Linked DNA regions of Danio rerio: region 2 is linked to region 1. The links are chromatin contacts, called in public Hi-C maps. All regions are on one chromosome and are shown on one strand. The core of a region is the stretch at or near the end of the contact, and the rest is flanking DNA. Distances in the headings are between cores, read along the strand shown.

Region 1 (5,458 bases), core at 1,756-4,255:
ATTCTGAGGTCCAGCTTTGAGAAATAGCTTTAAGGCCAGGCTCTTTGTCTGTGTGTCCTTTATCTGTAGTCCTCACGTCCTGAATGTTTACTTTGATGCATCTGTTTGTTCAGCAGGATAAATGGGCTAGTTCAAGAAGTTTCTTCACACTTCGACTGTATTTTTGTTTCTGGGAAAAGGCTTTGTTTTTAACTCCTATTTGTGAAATGCTTAAACACGCAGTTTTTAACAGTATGTTGTGGTTGCTTGTTCTGTGTGTGTCATTTCTCCCAAGGGCTTGGAACACCGAAGGGAATACGCTTTTCTGATGTGACCGATACATCAGCTACTGTTCACTGGACTATGCCACATACCCGTGTAGACAACTACAGGGTCATCTATGTGCCCATTCAGGGTGGTAAGTAACATGTCATCTTTGTGGTTCAAAATGCAAAATGCCTTTAAAGTAGCTTGAAAAGTCCTTTGTCCTATTTTAATAGTCATAAATTCGAATGCTTCTATATAAACTTTTGCCTTTTCTGCTGTCAGACAATGTGGCCTATTAAGACAGATATGCAGTCATCTAGGTTTATAAACAAAACATTGGCTGACAAAATAACCGTATACACCAAACGAGTTGACGCCAATGGCTGTGGAAAAAAGACCTAATATTAAAGTGAATAGCAAAAAGCTTTTTGTCAATGAATAGCAAGATGCATTAGGATTTTCTAAGAAATAAATCATAAATTTGTCCCATGCACCACAAAATCTTTGTGTTAATGAAACACTATTAGTACAGTTGTTCAATACGTCTGACACTGAAATATATACTATTTTGATGAATCAAGATGAATGAAATGAATTGAAAAAAAAACACAATATTCTCCATAGAATTTTACAGACAGAAACTTTGGTTGTCAAATGAAAGTTTTACAGACAAATTTCAAGAGGAGCGCGTGATATGTTTGATCGTGGCTGATCACGACTGGCCTCTCATCCATAATCAGGAATAATCCAATCAGGGGTGTGTTTCTCAAACAATGACTCACAGCTGAACTATCATAGTACGATACATCGTTTGGGAAAAGAATGATGTAGTGACTAGTGTTTCCCAAAACCCGTAGTTTCTCTGTTGCAGATCCATCGCTTGAGCCATGTTAGTTATAATGTAAAATGCCCATTATGATGCTCTAAACAGGGTGGGTAACAACTTCTTTAGAGAAGAGCCCCAAAATTTCTTTGTGCAAATTATATTGTTTTACATGCATTTGCTTAAAAAAAAATAAAAAATCCAATATTATTTTTGGTAAAAACCAAAAATATGCACTCGCTTTCTATATTAATTGAAATATATGTAAAAGGCACATACAGTGCCTATGTTTCCTTTACAGATATTATTGAGAACATTACATATTCTAATCTCAAACATAAAATGAAAAGTTAACACATATTCTAATATCATATATAAATCTTATAAATAAATAAATAAATAAATAATGAGGCTGTTAAATTAAATTGAAATTAAATGTAATATTTATTATTCATTAGGAAATAAAAAAATACTTTACTACTTTAACCTTTAGCTACTTTAATAATAATATTAATGATGATGTTGATTAATTAGAATATTGTTGATTTATTTAAAAATTTTTGAAAAGTCTGCTTTTACAATTTGACACATCCAAACCACTGCAGAAATCTTCTAACTAACAGGCCTATGTCATATACAGTACAGATACTTATTAAATAACCTACTATAAATTAAAAGCATTAACATATGCTTTGTTTTTTTTCACAAGCTTTGGAGACTTAAAGTAAATTCTGCTATTTAATAAAAGGTCACTTATAGCTTTCGTCATGAGCTATGGCTGGGTTCAAAATGACATCACGTTTTCAAAGTGCACTGCCAAGGGTGCGCAATTGTAAACATGAAGATTACTAAAACTGAATTGTAAAAATACTTTGAAAGCAAATTACACCTAAGAGTAAAGACTTTAATGTTTTTTTAAGTTTAAATGTTAGTCTGTTCTAAATAAATAGGGAATAGAACACAGCCAGGATTTTTGCCTCTACAAGTTTGCGAATGCTTGTTGGAACGATGGATTTGGGAAACGCTAAATTAACAAACTATGTTTGTAACGAGAGAACATGCAACCTTAGTTGGCTAACGATGTTTCGTGTCTCGAGACCTACCTGATCTCAGACCCTCTTATATGCTTGTTGACCAGGCAGAGGCCTGGGCTCAATTATCTCTGAGCTCAGGGTTCTCTTCCCAGGACAGCATGCCAAACCTGCTAATAGCGTCAGGCAATTTCTAAGCGTGAACTCTTGAAACACATCATGTATTTTTATAGTACCTCAGGGAAGAAAGTGCATGAAATGTATTCAATTGTAGCAATTGCTTATCTTGGTTTCTTACTAATTATGCACTTTCCTAAAATAAAATTTTGGCTTGATTTTGTCCAGACTTTCCAGGCTTCCCTTTTCAAGTTTCTATTGTGTACCTCCAGAACACTTGAGACACACTACACATGTTGCATAGGACCATATTGTGTGTTTTTTGGCTTAATGCTAGTCTCTATTCACAATATAGATAAGTTCAAACTTGAATGAAAATTCATTCTCAGAAAGTGAGACTTGACTGTGTGGTTTTCTATGAATTTGGATGGCTGCCTCCTGGCACATCATTGATTTATTTGTACTTCCTCGGTTTATGATTTCTCATAAATTGTTTCTTATGTAATATATTGCATAAGTTGAGGCGGAAATTCTCCCAGACTGCTGTTTTGGCATCATAAATTGATCTATTCGAAAAGATGCCCCCCAAAGGTCTCATAGTGTCCTTTTGGCTTCTCTGTGATCTTTCCCGGTGTTTAGATTAGTTCCTTCTTCAGTAATGTGAAACTATCCGTCGATATCATCAATCAAACACTCTGTTTTATCCATCAGGACAGCATTCTTGTATTTCACCATTATCAATCAATTACAGAGAATGCTGCCCTCTAGTGTGTTAAGCGACGAGTAGCTGATTGCAGGTCTCTGTCTCCCCCTGCAGGCAGTCCTCTGACACTGAGAGTGGATGGAGGAGAGTCTCAAGCCATGCTCTCCAATCTGACCCCTGGTGTCACCTACCAGGTCACGGTCATCGCTGTTAAGGGCTTGGAGGAGAGTGAACCCGGATCTGAAAGGGTCACCACAGGTATAGTTCAACCTAATTTTATTATAATCTCATGAAATGTATGGTCAGGAAAGCTCTAACTAATATAATTATCACAGCAAGTGAATAATTATGACTATTGATTAAATAAGCAAAACTAATTAAGATAAAAATGATATATATAATTTTTCTCTTACAATATACATTTAGTCAGTCGAGTCCTATGTTTAGAGCTTTATACAATACAGATGGTTTGAGAAAATATTTAGAGTATTAAACAAGTACAAATCAATGTTAAAACTATATAAACACTTATTATTTTAAATGTAGGTTTAATTTTGTACTTTGGTTGTGTCCATTTTTATTATTTTTGTTTTAATAATATAGAAAAAAATCTTTTTAGCAGTTTGGTTTTTATTTAAAGTCTAAATGAAAAATTGTAGTGCACCATTTAAGATCATATTTAGGTTTAATTTTAAGATATATTTAGATTATAATTATTTAGATTAAGATTACAAAATTTATTTATTGATTTATTATTATTATTATTATTATTATTATTATACATTAGGGGTGTGACGAGATGAGACAAGAGAATTGGGTCAACAGAATTAGAGGAGACTAGATTTTTACACTATTTTTAAGAAATCTTCATCTGTGTGTGTGTGTGTGTGAGCGCATGCTTAGAGATGTGTCTTTTACTAACTCTGTAAGTGCACATAATAGTGTCCGTGTGTGTAGGTCTTATCCTGTCGCAAAATGCGGCTAAAAGACCTAAACGACGGTAATATTTTGATTTCGTTCTTTGCTCTACACTTCAATAATGCGACCTAAATAGGAATACTCCACATGTCTTAATTACATTTGTTTAAAACGATTACGACTTTAAGAATATCTGAAGTGCTATGCCATTGCATGAATATGTAGCATGGTTAATGAGTGTGGCTGCAGTTGTAGCCTCTGTTGGATGCGGTAGCTGCGGACCTCTAGTTTAAAAAAAAAATTTGACTACGTCACACTCGCCCAAGCAACCGAGTGACATGCGCAACTCTTGAGCCCAGCCTGGTGTGTGCAAAGCACTTGATTTGCAGTTCAAATCAAATCCTGCCTCCGACCTGCCTCCGACTTTCAGTGCTAAATTCACCCTTATGCTCCATCAAAACAACACAACACATGAGACAACTTTTCACCTCGATGAGAAATCTCGATTTAATCTTGTGAGATCTCGTCATACAAGATCTTGTCACATCCCTGTTATAGACACATACAAATTACTAAAAACAAATATAAATGCAACTGCAAAGTCAATTTAAAAAGCAGCTCGACAGAAGGCAGTAATATGGAGTCATAAGTTGTACACATTTTGCTTTCCAGTCTGGCAGAAGCCTAGTAATGGCCTCCAGGCTGTCTGAGTGGTTTTTGCTTCTCTCATGTGTGTGTGTGTTTGTGTATCTGTTGGCCCTCAGCTCTGGATAAACCTCGAGGCCTGACAGCAGTGAACATCAGCGACACTGAAGCCCTGCTGTTGTGGCAGCCGTCCATCGCCACTGTAGACGGATATGTGATCACATACAGCGCAGACAGTGGTAACTCAGACTGTCAGTCATTATTCTTGCGGAACAGAAGGAAGCAGTGAGTCTCAGTTGTGTGTTTTGTTGTTTGTCAGTGGCTCCGGTGATGGAAAGGGTGTCTGGGAACACGGTGGAGTTTGAGATGAGCTCCCTCACTCCTGCTACTTTATACACTGTTAAAGTCTATGCATTCCGAGACACAGCCAAGAGTGCGGCAACCAGCACTGACTTCACTACAGGTGAGCCGATGGACACACTAATACCACAACACATCTCTGCTACTATATTCTACCAGCTGACCACTTCTGATGAATGAAAATTATGAAATTATTTATTTTGCCCACTACCAGAGTTAAATTGTAGAACTACAGTTGAAGTCAGAATTGTTCTCCCCCCTGTTTATTTTTTCCCTAATTTCTGTTTAAAGGAGAGATTTTTTCAACACATTTCTAAACATGCTAACTCATCTCTAATAACTGATTTATTGTATTTTTGCCATGACAGTAAATAATATTTGACTAGATATTTTGAAGACACTTCTATACAGCTTAAAGTGACATTTAAATGCTTAACTAGGTTAATTAGGCAGGTTATTGTATAACAATGGTTTGTTCTGTAGACTATTGAAAAAATGTTATAGCTTATAGGGGCTAATAATTTTGACCTTAAAATGGTCTTTAAAAAATTAAAAAGTGCTTTTATTGCTGAAATAGAACAAATAAGACTTTCTCCAGAAGAAAAAAAAATATCA
Region 2 (5,458 bases), core at 1,020-3,519, 100 kb before region 1:
GAGATCTGCCTTCCTGCAGAGTTCAGCTCCACACCTGTTTGAAAATATCAAGTGCTCCTAATTAGTTGCTTTAATTGTATTTGATCAGGGTTAGGGTTGAATTGCTGGAAGTTAGATCTCCTCCTTCTTCTTCAAGACAGGATATGAAACTGCATTGAAAGCCTTACTGCTACTCAGTTTGGTGCTTGCAATGCCAAAGTTGTTGGTTTGATTCCCAGGGTAAGCTAGAACTGATAAAACATACCTTTAAAGCATTTTAGGACACTTTGGATCTGCCAAATGTGTTCATGTAAATGTAAAGAAGCCAGTTTAGATGGTTAGGGCATTTGATAAGGAGGCTTTCTGGAAGCCTTCCATTGTACGATAAGAGTTTTAAAGCATGTGCAACTACAAGGGAATGGTTTACTGTAAATCTCTCATCTGGCCTCTGAATGTCTTGGTGTATGCCCTAAGAGGAGCTGGAGGAAGCTACTGGGAATAATGACGTATGGGTGGTGTTATTTAGTCTGCTGCCTCCATGACTTGGTCCTAGACAAGCTGAGGGGAATGATTCTGATGATGATTTTTTTTATGGGATTGTTTGGATTTATGCTAACACATAAGCATTGCTCTGGTTGCTGAATCTGTTGTACAGAATGTTCCATGGTTAATATTTTTCATTCATGAAATTGTGCAATAATGTTGTTTTTTCAAAGATACAGTTTGCAGAACTTAGTGATTCATGTTAGTGTTGCCAAAATGATTGTTTCTCCAGTGGATCATGATGCAGACATGGATGATTCGTTATCAGTTCAGTAATAAATAATGACTGAATATAACATACCGACATCATTCAATACTGTATGGTGAGGGAGGTAAGATGAAGGTGAAATTAAAACTCTCCAAACAGCTGAAAACACTCACAACTATGTACAATTTACTGCTTGTGAGTTTCACTTTCATTAACTGAAGGTGTAATAGAACCCAAGACCCCTACTTTATTGCTAGGGAGGAAATACAGGCATATAGTGTAAAGCTCCTCTGCCTTTTTCTGTCACTCTGGACTATTTCACCCTATGTGTGGCCAATAAATTGAGTTCATGTTTTCTTTAATCTCTTGGTTGTTACAATGATACTTATGGATCCAGATACAAGCGTGTCTGTGTTTTCTCCACTGCATCATTCATCTATGGGCAGATATATCCACAGCCTGCTGATGGATCAATTGATAGACGCAGGTTTCAAATGCCATTTCTGAGCATCTGACTGCAATGACTATTGCCCAACAGCACTCAAAAAGCAAGTGGGAACATGTTTTTTTATTATTATTATTTGAGTAGTTGTATCATACACTTGAACTTTTTGTATTTGTTCTAAATGCTCCTGTTGTCTTCTGTGCCTGTACTTGAGTCTTGTTTGATGTATTTAAGAAGTATGTTTTCTTTGAGCAGGTAAAATTAATGGTTCACTTCATATAATGACTGCTTTTTTGAAAAGAAAAATTTTTTTTTTATTTCTTCTTTTAAAATTGTGGATGGAATGCATCATTAATGCACCGTGATATCTAATTGAACTGAATCAATGACATGATAATCGTAACCAAACCGTAAGACAACCCTGTTCACCATGTTCACAACCCTAGTTGTGATGTGATGTTAAAATTGCTGCCACCAAGTTTTTTATTTGATTATTTTTTTACTTAATGATTTAAATATGGAAAAATCATCGTTGACTGCACATTTAAAGGATCAAATGATGCGCAGCTGTAGTCTGGAGATGCATGGCAGCCGTTTGGGCTTGTTCTTGGCTCTGTGGCTCAGTGTTTGGAGTCTGTGTTGCCTCATCCAAGGTTTTCATTCCAATCGACCATTGAACTGTGCAAAGTGGCCAGACACTGGCCTGGCCTGCTAGTAATCAGAGAAGCCTGTCTGCCCTAGAGGACAAATAGGATTTAGCATGGCTTGGATTCTCGCTTTCTTCCCAGTGACAAAAAGAGCGCAACCTCCTCATCTTTCCTCCAGCAGCCTAAGACAGTGAGGTCATTTTCCAAGTGTCTCTTGAAAAGGTATCCTTCATCTGATGGTCAGACCTGACCAGACATGAGGATTGTGATGGCAACAAATCAATCACCAAGGTGTTTAGTGCCATTTAAAGAATTCCTGATTTAGAAAGAAAGCAAATGAGAATGCAGTGACTCATGCCTACAGGATGAGCAAGCTTAGTGTTACAGATGGTCTGGGTAATGCTCTGGACAAATAGGCTATTCTCCTCTGAGATTAGACATGGAAGTCTTGGAAAAGATGATATGTCTGGGGTCAGGAGTGTGTCAACATATGCTCATGCAATCATACACCTCCCCTACATCAAACAGAGTTGGGAAGATAAATTGATAAAAATAAGACAACTCTTTTGTCCAAGTAACATGATCATAGGGTTTCACTCTGAAGTCATCATGCTAAAAATAAGAGGCAACGGAAGCCATTTGACAGTTTCAGATTTCTCTAAGGATGAGGTGCTAATGAATTGAAATGACATGAAGTGTCAGATCTACTTATTTGCTGTACCACAGTATTCAACAGAAGCATTTTCTGGTCAAACTTATGAGGAAATTGCTTCCAAGAATATCTTGGTGAAACGTAACATTTGTGTATGTGTACATGTGTGTGTTAATTAGACATTGCAGAGGTTGGCATACATTTAACCACTCGTGTTTTTGTTTTTTATTCACACCAAGCTGTCAAAAAGTCATCTTGTGAAATATTCCTGTCCAAATAACTGTAGTGATGCATTTTAATATTCGTTGCTTATGATTTTCAGCAGCCAGGGGTCTCCAGATTCTGCTATTTTTTCTTTTTCTTCTTTTTTTTTCATGTATTTAAAGATTTGCAATGACAGAACAGTTGTATAGGTGTCTCCTGTCATCATATATATACAGTAATAAAGCCATCTATTAAACAATCGTACATTGGTTAGTAATTTAAGTCTTTTGTGAAGGGCAAAATTAATAGTTGAAAAAAGTCTTTTAAAAACTCCCATAGAGTACTCTGATTTCTGACGCAAGTCATACGTCAGTTTTTCTAAGGGTAAGAAAATCTGTTTTATATTGATTTATCCACATATTGACTGAAGGAATGTTAGTAGAGGACCACAACAAAAGACCACATTTTCAGGCTAGATAAGTGCAAAGGTGTAATACAGATTCTAGTCCACGACTAATGCTTCATTCCCACCAGCAGCGACTTTGTAGCTGCCCGTCGCTCTGTGTGGTGTCCTGCTGCAAAGGCAGCTCTGTAAAGGTATATACAGCACGAATACAAGCAGCCTCTGAGTGAGCTGAGAAGGGATCACGTGAGCTCTTATTGTGCTCTTATTGGTTGTTGCTCAAAAAAAGGCACTCCTCGTTTGCATAAAGTTGAAGGATTCTTAACTTTGACGCAGCGCTCAGCACGCCCACCTGGTTGCCAATGGTCACTGAAAGTCGCTCGCTCTCCTTTGAAAGAAACAATTGCCTGTTGCTTTGCCGCTATGAGTAGCTCATGGTGTGAATAAGGCTTAAGGTGTAGAATTGTGTTTTACAATTCAGAAGATAAATAACTAAAAGGTTTTCCAATAATCTTCTAAACTAATTTGTGGATTTCTTTCCAGTATGTCTTAATCATGTCACAATCCCAGAATACATGCATCCGGTACCAACATTGGATTTGCACTTAAAACAACATTGAGAAACATTAGGAAATATCTTATTGAGACAAACTGATGTTAAATAAGTTCTATACAAAATAAAAAAAATAAATAAATGTTGCTTGTGGTTTAATATTGTGGCACCTTTGAAAAATATGCCAGAGCACACCAAAAAGCCATTCTTCTAGAAAATGTCATAGTTGCAGATGTCTTCAGATTCGATAATATCTTCAGACATTACTCTTACCCCCCAAAGCAATTTTGTGTCTAATACTGTACATGTCTAATAGAAGTCTAAAACTGTGTTTCTCAACCACATTCTTTGAGGACCACCAACACTGCATGTTTTGGATGTCTCCTTTGTCTGTCACACTCATTACAGGTCTTTCAGTCTCTGCTAATGAGCTGATGATCTGAATCAGGTGTGTTTGGTTGAGGAGAGATGGAAAATGTGCAGAGCTGGTGGTCCTCCAGGAACGTGGTTGAGAAACACTGTTCCAAAACATAAATGTCTTAGCTAAAACAAGCCAACAATTGGGGTCTGACAGATATCTATGAATAGCTCTGATGTAGATTAGACATCAAATGCACAGATTATACAGATTGCGTTTGTAGAAATAAATAGTCTTTTTTATAACTAGTCTAGGGCTATTTTTAGACTATTTTTACTGACAGCCCAAACTTAATGTAGTTTTAGCCAAGGCCTTTATGTTTAGACATCTATTAAGCGTTTATTAGACTTCTTTTTAACAAAAAAACATGTGCGCTGGGTAATTGCTGATTTGGTGTATTGTAAACATTTAGCATTTTAACACCTTCATTTTAAGCATACCATGATAGATAAATGTTTCTGACTCATGATGTAGAAAGGATATCAACATCTCTTGTAGAAGGTCACCACAAGCAACATTTTTGCTTCCCTAATCATTTTTCTAAATGTGTAAATGTGCACATTGCTATAGTTGCATGCATGTACGGTGTTGCCGTGCATTCTGGTTTCTGCACAAACACAAGCAATCATACCAGCAGATTAATAGAGCATGGAGATGTGTTTACTGCTGCTGCTTTAAGAGCTCCCAGGAGGCAATAATAACTCTGTGTGTCAATAGCAGGGCACATCACAGACGGCCGGTATGGTGCTACCATATGCCAGCCTCAAGAGGAGGGATCGTGATAAAATTGTCTCAAACAGAGCTGTGGAGAGAGAGAGGGACAGTGGGCAAACACACTCTTTCACTGAAGGTGATAGAAAGAAAATGTAACCAGAGGGGTCAAAGGCTCCTGGGTCATCTTGATGGATAACATTTCAAGATTTAGTGATTTGTTGCAGATCCTTTGCCAGCATATAAATACTTTCACAACGCGGGGGATTGTTTTCAGCCAAACATTGAGAGCAGACATAAGATTATTGGAAACAGGAAGGCTCTGTATCTGATCTGTATTGCATGTCGTGCTGGTATTGGATGAGCACATCTACACATCCCAGAGTCTCTCAATTAGACTGTGCTCTAATACACTGAGGGCATGATTGCAGAAACCCGCTGTTTGAGACGCTGCGTGACACTGACTGTGGAAGGCAGAGCTATGAATATCCGTGGCTTAACTTTTCTGCTTGGATGCGGTTGACTCGTTGATGCTTTCTAGACGGTTGTGATGTTGCGTTTAGACTAATTAGAGATCATGCAAACCGTATAGTTGTTCTGTTTAATTGCGCATGAAGGAATTTATGTATTTACCATTTTTGACAGCGAGCTACAGAGGTCTCATTTATAATCACATTTGATCTTAGAGGTTATGT

The links. A called contact is a pair of places that touch in the nucleus more often than the background predicts.
Region 2: a contact with region 1 is called in a Hi-C map of an unstated tissue, with 3 times the contacts expected there. The contact joins two enhancer-like sites.

What each region holds. Positions count from the first base shown.
Region 1 is chr5:29,185,453-29,190,910 of GRCz12tu, reverse strand. It overlaps tncb (tenascin Cb), which reads left to right. Exons shown (of 22, transcript NM_130907.2): 12 at 275-397; 13 at 3,035-3,178; 14 at 4,603-4,722; 15 at 4,803-4,946. Among named protein-coding and RNA genes, the nearest start is that of b3galt8, 14 kb to the right of the region's middle. Within about 2 kb of position 3,005, at least 4 of the 62 cell types and tissues checked have an H3K27ac peak or open chromatin away from gene starts, as enhancers often do.
Region 2 is chr5:29,287,027-29,292,484 of GRCz12tu, reverse strand. The region is part of intron 1 of tncb (tenascin Cb); the gene reads left to right. Among named protein-coding and RNA genes, the nearest start is that of tncb, 4.7 kb to the left of the region's middle. Within about 2 kb of position 2,269, at least 4 of the 62 cell types and tissues checked have an H3K27ac peak or open chromatin away from gene starts, as enhancers often do.